Linked DNA regions of Delphinus delphis: region 1 is linked to region 2. The links are chromatin contacts, called in public Hi-C maps. All regions are on one chromosome and are shown on one strand. The core of a region is the stretch at or near the end of the contact, and the rest is flanking DNA. Distances in the headings are between cores, read along the strand shown.

Region 1 (4,932 bases), core at 432-2,931, 240 kb after region 2:
GAAAAATTCAGACCCTCTTATGTGAAAAAATTACAAGCTCTCCCTCGCCACAACTCTCCACGTTTACACAACACCCTTTCACCTGCCCTGGCCTGTCAACGTAAGGACAGATGCGGGGACTGAGCTGGGTCTCCCCTACACCCGAAAAAGCAAATGACTATGTCTGGGCGATACAAAAGCTAGGGGAGAGGACTGCTGCGGGAGGGCAGGCGGTTCGTCCATCCGAGAACGGTGGCCAAGACGTGAAAAAACCCAGCTTGCGGAGTCCGGTGCAGAGAAACACCCAAAGACCGCGGCCTGTCTCGGCATAAAGAAAGGACACCTTTCCCCAGAGAAAGCTAACCAGCTTGAACACCCAACTTGCCCAGAGCCGACAGTGGCGCGCAGTTCAGACTCCGCCCCTCCCTCTTCGCCCAAGGCAGGCGCAGAAAGATCGCAAAATGTCACAGGGCCAAGACTGAGCGCGCCAAAGCGGGACCCACCCCCGGGAGACCGGGACGCCGGAGGCAGGTCCCTCCCCTTCCTCTCTCCGCCCGCGCAGAGCTCATTCATTCTCCAGGCGGGCAGCAGGTCCTCCCCGGCCGGCCATTCCTGCACCGCAAACCCACCAGATGCTTTGTCTCGGGCCTGGCCGGAAACCGGGGCGCGCATTCGAGCGCGCGCCCAGACGCCACCTCCCCGCACCTGGCGCCCGCCAGATCTCCGCGCGTTTAAAGCCTTCTGGATCCCGGGGTCCGAGGCCCGAAGCCGGTCGCCTGTCGCTGGCGGCCCCAGGCGCGCACTTCGCCGAGTCCCACTGGGTATCCAGGATCGGGAAATGTGCATCCCGGTCCCACCATCACTACAGCTTGAGACCCCCGCGCGACCCCCGCCCCCGCTGAAAAACACTAGATTCTTTCTCCTTCTTAGAGACCGAGACCCTGCCCCTTCCGAAGGACGTGAGCACCCCGGCCCTCGCCCTCCCGCCCGAGCTGCGCCCCCGGCACTCACTTGAGGAGCAGCTGGTCGTGCTCGGCCTTGAACTTGCCCAGCTCGATCTGCAGCTTGGCGCGCTCGCGGGCCGTGTCGTCGAGCGCGCGTCGCGCGTCGGCCAGCTCGGTCTCGTAGAGTGCCTTGAGGCCGGTGAGCTCGCGGCCGCGCACCTCCTCACGCTCCGTCACCTGCAGCTGCAGCGCGCTGTTCTCCGTCTCCAGGCTGCGCACCTTGTCGATGTACACGGCCAGCCGGTCGTTGAGCTCGCGCAGCTCCTCCTTCTCTTGCAGCCGCGACAGCCGCGTGGGGCTCAGTGGCGTGGCGGGGCCGCCGGCGCGGCTGCCCGTCCGCTGCTGCACTGGGGTCGCTGTCGCCATGGCGATCGGCGAGGAGAGCTGAGCGCTGAGGCCGCGGGCAGCGCCGGAACACGGAGGGGGCGTCAGGCGGAGAAGCGTGAGGGAAGGCACGAACCGACGATCCGCGCTCGCGGAGAGGCAGACGTCGGGGGGAAGGACGAAGCACCTGGGATGGCGGGAGAGGGGTTACAAGCACAAAGGGCAAAGGGGGAGGACTACGAATCAATTAAACGTAAAACGTCCTTTGTAAGAAAACATGCACACACTCACACACGCGCGCACACACGCTCAGGAAATACAGGGTGAGGGTGGCCGGGAGAGCCGAGCAGAGTCCGCGCGCCGCCGCCGCCGCCGCCGCCGAGTCTCCCGCCCGCAGCACTTTGTTTCCTCTCAGGCGGCGCTGAGCCGCGGGCGGGGTGAGGAGGGCGGAGGGGCGGGCTGGCTGCGAGCCGCTGGGGGCGGAGGTGGCGCGGGCCGCGGCGCCGCGCTCCCCAAGATGGCCGGCGCGCTCCGGCGTATCCACGTGACCGTCGCTGGCCAATGGGGGGCCGGCAACTCGGGGGCCGGGCCTGTAAATTCAAAATCTGGCCATCAGGCAACCGTCGGCTCGGAGCGCCCGGCTGGGCGTGGCTGGGGGCGGAAGGACTGAGGGCTGTGGGGAGGGGTGCCGGGGACTGCTCGAGCGGCGGCTTTGGGCTCCGCGCCGGCCGTGCTTTCCCACCAGCGCGCGGGGACCGCTTATCGGGTCGGGTCGGCGGATGGCGGGAAGGGGCCCAGAGGCTTCCGGGGCGGGTCCGTGCCGCCGCCCACACCCGGCGGTTCAGGGAAATTCAAATGTAAACGTCTCTAACTGACACACGCACAACTCGTAGAGCCCGGGACGACCGCGGGCGTTGTAACCTTATACCCGCCCCGCGGTGAGGGTTCGGAAAACGGCCTGGAGGCCCGGCCGCTGTGGAGTTATGTAATGAGCGCTGGTGTCCGAGGTTCAAGACCAACTGCGTGCGGGTTCCAAGTGCAAACCTTTATTTTTCTCTCAGGTGGAAAACGGTGTAGCAAAACACCTCCTCCCATCAAATTGACGCACGCGTGTCTTGAAGCAGATGGATAAAGACCACAGAAAAGCCAGTGCTGATGGGCGGTCCCCGATCCTTGTATTTCTTAACAATTTAGGGCTTTATAAAATCAAAACCACCTCACAAGTGATATGATTAACATGTTACTAAGTAAATAGCACAAGCTCTTCATGGTCATGCTTCACTAAAATCCCATGTATCAAAATCGAAACTTGTGAAAACTTAAGTAGAAATGCTTTTTGCTTTGAAAAGGGATTCCCCTGAAATGTAATTGACCACAGTTCTAATAGAATGTCCATCAATCCCTTTGAAAACTTTTAAACTTTTAGACTTAACATTTATTGAAGTTTACTATGTGCCCTGCCCTGGGCTTTTCGTGGATTATCCATCCACACATTCTGGGAACCAGATTCCTTCCATTTGAAAATGTATCCACGTAATAGATGAATTTCCTTACAGCCGCCCGGCAGGCGACAAGACTGCCTTTGAACCCAGGCGGTTTCAATCGCCTCCAGAGCCTCGCCCTCAACTATAAACTGGAAGGCCAACTCAACCCTTTAGGGACGCATCGGTAGAGTAATTACAGGTTAGTTACCTTAATAATGGCAGAAATGAAGACTAGAATGTTTTCTTTCTTTCTTTCTTTCTTTTCCGGTACGCGGGCCTCTCACTGTTGCGGCCTCTCCCGTTGCGGAGCACAGGCTCCGGATGCGCAGGCTCAGTGGCCATGGCTCACGGGCCCTGCTGCTCCGCAGCATGTGGGATCTTCCCGGACCAGGGCACGAGCCCGCGTCCCCTGCATCGGCAGGCGGACTCTGAACCCCTGCGCCACCAGGGAAGCCCTAGAATGTTCTTTAAATATTAATCATGCACATAATTAGTGAAGGGCAGCGGTTGAATATCATCCTCCTTGAATTTCCGGGCTCTCTATTAGTGATGATACTCTTCTTGTTAACGGTTCTATTTCCTACCCTGTTTGTTATCTAAAATACCTCCTTCCTTAACGCCCTTGACAATTAAAAAGTTGAAAAGGGGGCTTCCCTGGTGACTCAGTGGTGAGAGTCCGCCTGCCGATGCGGGGGACACGGGTTCGTGCCCCGGTCCGGGAAGATCCCACATGCCGCGGAGCGGCTGGGCCCGTGAGCCATGGCCGCTGAGCCTGCGCGTCCGGAGCCTGTGCTCCGCAACGGGAGAGGCCGCAACAGTGGGAGGCCCGCGTTCCGCAAAAAAAAAAAAGTTGAAAAGGTTCTTTTATGAAGTTGGTGTTAGGAGTTTATAAGTATTCAAGTAAAGTTTTAATAACTTAAAAGGACCTTGAAAATCTAAATTACTTATAAAGAAATGAGGCCTAAAGAAGGTGAGTGCTGTGTCCAAGGTGGCAGAATCCGGATTGCAATGTAATTCCAGTCTTCTTGAGGCCCTTTCCACTACACTGACAGCTTGGCTTTCACTCCATACCCTCCTTTTACCTCAGACGTTAAAAAAATATATTTGGAAATATTTGAAAATTATTTTCTCTCCATTTTTGAAGACTGTATGTGAAATGATTTCAGGCATGATTTCTACTGCTCTCAACCCCACTAAGCTTTCCCTTGAAAGCTTGAGAATCCCTCAATCTCATTGTTTTAGGAAACTCAGATTATATCCTATTAGCTGAAACAACAAATACACTGGAGTCAGACGGTTGGGGATTTGCTGTTGATAGCAATGTAACTTTATGGAAGTTACTCCTCAGTTTCCTCATAGGAAATGGGGATGATTCCTACCTTGCAGGGGTTTGCAATAATTAAAGTAATAGGTGTAGGGTTTAGACATAATATGGGAAGGCTAAATAGTAATCCTTACTCATAGTAATCCTGTGTCTCCTACCAAAAGCAATGAAAAAAGATGGAAAACCTCTTAGCCTTAGAATTAGGTACTTGTGCAAACATTTGGTCAGGCACTTTACTAAATGTAAGCTTCTCTTATTCTCTTGGCTTTTCCCAAGCCTAACTCCGTACCTGGAATAAGGCCTATTTCATCCCTGCTCTTTCATACTAAATGTGCCCAGCCCTCTTCATTTAAAGAATTCCTGCAATCCCATTACCACCACTGTTTTCCCCAATAAATGAGAAGTAGCAAATACTATATGAGTATGGTGACAATGCTCCTGCATATACAAAGACAATCATGATTTCAAATATTCTGTCTGATTTTTTTCTATAAACCTTCACTTACTTGTCAGTGCACATATTCTGATTAGTGGTTAGGCCATATATGTTGCCACCAAGCTTCAACTTCCCATGGCATCACTTACGTCTTTGAAACTCCTCCCAAAACACACAGCTGCCTCGCTACATGCAGCGAATTTATTTGACATTTGCCCTACTTTCTGTATGTCTTATGGATCTGGGACAAAAAAACACAGGATACCTATCAGGTCTGGGCAGAAGGGACCCAGACTAGGATGGGGGTAGGTAGGAAGGGAGAAGAGAAGGAGAGACTGAAAGCTAACAAGTAACCCAATTTTGTCCCAGGAGAGGGGGGAG
Region 2 (5,270 bases), core at 1,075-3,574:
CAGGGCTTGAACCCGTGTCTCCTGCATTGGCAGGCGGATTCTTAACCACTGAGCCACCAGGGAAGTCCCCTATTTCCTTTTTACATCATTTAACATAAATACTACATCAAGTACAGTCAACAGCCAATGTTTGACTCCTATTACCAAGGTGATTTTTAAAATAATCATTAGCATCTGTGAAAAACCTTCACAGGGTGTTAATATGGTAAACACTGTTGGCAAACTCCTTCTCCAGTCATATCCAGAAGTGGGAAAAAAAATCCAAGGAAATACATTTTTCCTCTATCCCCCATCCCGTCTTCAGCATAGAGAGACTTAGTATATATTCCATTCATGTGGTCTACATCTAATTCCTTGTGGGCAAAGGCCATTCTCCCAGGCCACTCCACGGCATGCTAAGCAACTGTTGGAATTAGATGGAATGGTCTTCCTTGCCTGTACCAGTCCTTTGGTTCATTAGATGAGGAAAGGTTTAAATATGCACAATTTCTGCATGACTAATCAATCTTTCAGGGTCTAATAAGGACTGTCCAGACCCTGATTTTCTTGCCCACCTGACTGTCTGCTTTTCCCCATTGAGACAGGGAGCTGAGGTGACACAATTTGAAACTGACTCCAAGCCAGAGCTCACCTCAGAGATCCAGGCTTCCCTGCTAGAGGGGCCATTTCACTACTTTTCAGCCATGGGACTTTTGCCTTCCTTCTGCCAATGACCCTCATCAGAACCTGCTCATGAGAGGTGGGCTACCTATGACGCAGGTCCTTATGGGGGCCAGGCAGCCACTAAAATAACACCTGTGGAGGTCCATACTCCCTCGTATATGATAGTCTGAATAGTTACCCATACTGAGAGACTAAAACCTTTAGGATTTCTGGGATCTGAGGCAGACAATGGTCAGTGGTGTCAGGGCACCAGGCTTGACCCCTCGCCTGCCATGCACATCTTCATTTTACTAACATGGGTTGGGTGTCTACCCGTGGCAGGTGCAGTTCTAGGCACACAGAGACCGCTCCCACGCCCAGTCTACAGTCGAGGGCTTGCTAACATTCTAGGCCTCAGTCTGGAAAGCAACACCCAGCTCCGCTCTTTGACTCTTGATACCCCCAGCTCCCTATGTATGTGTGCTGCAGCCAAGGTAAGGGCTTAAACCCCGGCTGAAGAGCTGATCCGCCGACAAAACGAGCAGCAGCGACCGGAACGGCCAGGAAGGACAGAGCCCCCAAAGCCTTCCTTCGGGGCCACTCAGCCACGACTGACCCAGCGAGCTCAGGCTGCCCCCAGGCCCGCCACTACGGGGGTCTCTAAGCCAGGCCCAGGGGCTGCCGAAGTGGAGGGTGCGAGGGCGTGCAGAGTGCGACGGCCGGGGCTGGCTCTGCGGTGTTCCAGTCCGCGAAGACGGTCCTGGTCCGTCCGGCAGGCCCCAGGGACAGCGGCAGGGGGAGTCACCGCTGGGGATGCCATCCCGCCGGGCAGCCCGACCGTCCAGCGCCTGTGCCTCCCTTTCGCCCCCGGGCTCTGCGCAAGTGCCCGGGCGCCTTGAGTCGGGAAGGGAGCCTAGGCGTCTGGTAAGTCTCCGCTGCCGGTGGTGTGAAGGGCAGGGGTGAGGAGGGATGTGTCGCGAACCTTCCGGGGTTGCGGGCGGAACTGGAGTTTTGTTTCGGAGATAACCACCAGACCGCAATCAGAGCCTTTTCAGGGAGCCCGCAGCTCCCAGTTCCGGGCCCTGGCCTCCACTGGCGGCTGGGTGATCCGGCCCGGGACCCACCCTCTTTGGGTCTCAGTTTCCTCCGACTGCTGGGCCTCGTTTAGAGCCAAGTTCCGCGCCATCTGAGGGCGCCAGGGGTGGGCGGTGTCGACCCAGTCTTGGCCCGCGCAGTGCTTGGGCTTCTTGCACCACAGCGCGCCGACATGCGGCGGCTCCGGGCCGCCCCAGACCCACATGGGCCCTCCGGGGCCGCCACTTCCCTTCCGAGGCGTCGGGGTCCCGCCGCAGCCGCCCCCACAGCGCCAGCCCAGAGCCCCGGTTCCTCACCTCAGCCAACTTCCCAGCCATGGGCGCGTCTCTCTGCCAGCCCTCGGCTGCCGGCGATTGGACGGCGGCGGCGGGGCGGAGCCGGGAGCTCGGCACCGCCCACGGCCGCCCCAGGCCCGGGCGCCATCCTGATTGGCTGTGGGATCCGCCAGGCACGCGTTGAAGAGCGCCCCGCCCATCGGGGCGGGCCCCTACCTGACCCCGCCCCTCATGCCCCCGGCCCCGCCTCCCTTCGGAGCCCAGTTGCTTCAGCCCTGCTGTCCGTCTCATTCGCTGAGCAGGTCCGTGAATTGTAAGCGCGCTCCAGGCAGCTGTTGAGCCGGGGCGGCCGCCAGGTTTCTGCTCCCTCCGAGGTGCCTGCCGCAGCCAATGTGCCCCGGTGGGCTAGGGCGAGAGCTGTCGCCGGTTCGGTGCAACTTGGGATTCAGGACCCGCAGCAGGGGCGTCGGTTTGCCATCTGGACTCGTCGACGAGGGTGAGTCGCCGCGCGCAAGGGGAGCGGCTCCTCTCGCGCTGTTCGGCAAATGGGGGACTGGACGCGTCCTGGCGCGCATCGATCTGTCCGTCCGAGCGTGTCGGCTATGGGGAGGTCAGGGCTGACGGGATTCACTCCTTGCCAGCACCCCCACTCCCGAACTTCTTGTTTCAAAGCGTCCCAACTCAGCCCGGGACGCGGCTCTGCGTTCGCAAGAACTTGGCATGTTGTAATTGCCATCATTAGGTGGGGTCCGGGGACGCGTCCCCTGGCCCTCTAGAGCGGCGACACGCGCGCTAGGGGCGGCCTTCGAGTCCAGTGGCGTGCAGACAGCAATTCCTAGATGGTTGAAGACGGGTTCCTGAAAAATTAACACGCGCCGGCGTCGGTGAGACGAGATAGTCCTGTGTATGTCTGATGCGTAGCCCGAGCCAGAGATCATCGGGCTCCGGGTGCATCTTTAGGGGTCAGAGAACTTTAGGACCAGTCGGGTTCCGTAGCAGGGGCTTCAGAGCTTTGCAATTATTGAAAGGAATTGACAGCGCGGATATTAAACTTTGTAATTACTTTTTATTAGCACTTGAATCCGCATCCCTCATGAGGTGCTCAGACCTCCATATCCACCTGCAAGGTGTGTCCAAAGGACTTCGTTAGGACCGGGGGTAACTGGTGACTGTCCCAGTGCAGGGAGGCCTCAGGGAATCCAAGAAGAGGCCGTGAAAACGACCACCAGGCTGGTCGGTTGGTGTTTGTTTGAGCACCTGTGTGTTTAAGTGATGAAGTTGTGACAGGAACTGACAGCAGAGGATACAAGGTTAAACCTGACACTTTATGTTTGTGACTCAGTCTGGGATAAATTTTTTTCTCTCTCTCTCATTGGTAAGGAGTAAAAGGAGCTGTTTTTTTTAGGGCAGTTACATACATGTAGTTTATATTATGTGTGGACTAAATAGAATTGAATGCAATATTTTCTTGTAATTCTTATTTGATGTGAATGAGAGCTTATTGAAAGTACTAGGTAGAGACTTGGCAACAGAATTGGGGAATATTTTGATCTTTGAGGATGTATAAAAACATTGAGATATATAGCTATGCATGCATATGTAGATGTGCCTACATATGTGTGTACTTATATGTGTGTGTATAAAATTGATAAGCGAATGAAATAGAGATATGGAGGGGGAAACAGCCTTGAACTTCCTCTGGGTAAGGAGATGGACCCTCTGATCTGTGGGGTGTATGATGAGTGTGTGTATAAGCATGTTTGGATCTTCCTAGTCTGTCTGGGTCAGTGTATGTCCGTGAACTTTACGAGCATTCAGTTCAATACCACTCCAAGCAGATTCCCAGTTCCTGTTTTATAGCCCAGCAGCCGCCAGCCGGCCCATCTGTTAAAACATAACATGTACACTTCAGTGGGAGCACTAGGGTGGAACGTGGGTAGGGGGCAACCCTTAGTAGAAACAACATGCTATAAACAAAGCCTGCCTCTCAAGTCCATTTTCATTCAGAATTCAGTCTGAACGTGTGATTTTTGGTGAGGGAGAAAACGAGTGTTTGATTCTTCAGAAATGGCAAACTGTATTTTATGAAGTAATTAATAGGCATGGTTTGGGAAGGAGGAGTATATAAGAGAAAAAAAAAATCCCTCTGGAAAAGAAATGTGGTGCTTGTCACATAACCATGCAACACTGGTTTACTGCTTTGCAGTAGCATTGTATATCAGAAACTGTTTCCTTTTGCTTCTTAAGAGAATGCATTAAAACTGAATTGTTTTGCACCAAAAAAAAAAAATCTTAACAGTAGTAAATAGAGCTTTATTTCAGAGGCTATTTAATCTACTAGCTCTAGACTGCCTTGGTAATTCTAATGAAATGTATTTTTAGGAATTTATAACTTGAATATAAATTCATATTCAGCCTAATCACTAGTTGCAATGGTTCACAATTTATAGTTTAAAAAATAATAAGAATAAAAACCTTTATCACAAAACTTCTGATGACTAAAAGGGTATGGGAGGAGTATAACAGCTTATTAATTTCCTGCAGCAAACTGACTGATACTTAAAAAACTATAAATTCCTTTAACAGCATAATTACTTTTGGTGACAAAATAAAGGCAATATTTTTGAGAAGCACAGTTGATATTTTACCCAAGAATTTTATGCTCATAATTATATTTTAATAACTGTGTTTATTATATGTGGGTAGAAAATACTGGAATGGTTCTTAAGAGCTCATCACAAGTGTTGTTTTCATTTTTGTGGTACTTAAACATTGGGGGAAAATATTCTAATCCCTAATCTGTGTCTTTGCATTTCTGATGGACTATGTAGACACAATAATTCTCCTACCTTGATATGGATCACCTGAGTCAACTGGGTTGCTCCTTAAAAATTCAGTTCATGGGCTGGACTCTGGTCTCCAAGATGAGATTCAGAAATCTGGGGTGGAACTTAGGAATCTGCATCTTTAACATGCACCCACAAGTGATTCTGATGTCAGGGATCCTCTCACCATATTTTGAGAAACGCTGGAATGGCATTTATGATATAAAAGAACAATTACAGTCTGTGAGTTGATTCAACAAAGAATTGTTCCAGAATTTCCAGGTGGCATTTACCAGCCATATGAAATTTATAGCTAATGTTTTAACTCTCTGTCCTCAACAATGGTACCTTTTGTTCTGTGTTCTGAAGTGTTTTTGGACTCCTTAGCAATCCCCTAACCAGGTTAGCCCCAATTCTAAGGAGGTCTGTCTTG

The links. A called contact is a pair of places that touch in the nucleus more often than the background predicts.
Region 1: a Hi-C map of muscle shows a contact between it and region 2, with 5 times the contacts expected there. The contact joins the promoter of LMNB1 here to the promoter of MARCHF3 in region 2. A contact is called at or near these places in 2 of 3 Hi-C or Micro-C datasets (lung and muscle).

Annotation. Positions count from the first base shown.
Region 1 is chr3:68,722,452-68,727,383 of mDelDel1.2, forward strand. It overlaps LMNB1 (lamin B1), which reads right to left and starts at 1,682. Exons shown (of 12, transcript XM_060008927.1): 1 at 1,599-1,682; 2 at 991-1,494. The coding sequence starts at 1,349.
Region 2 is chr3:68,484,513-68,489,782 of mDelDel1.2, forward strand. It overlaps MARCHF3 (membrane associated ring-CH-type finger 3), which reads left to right and starts at 2,325. Exons shown (of 5, transcript XM_060006963.1): 1 at 2,325-2,508.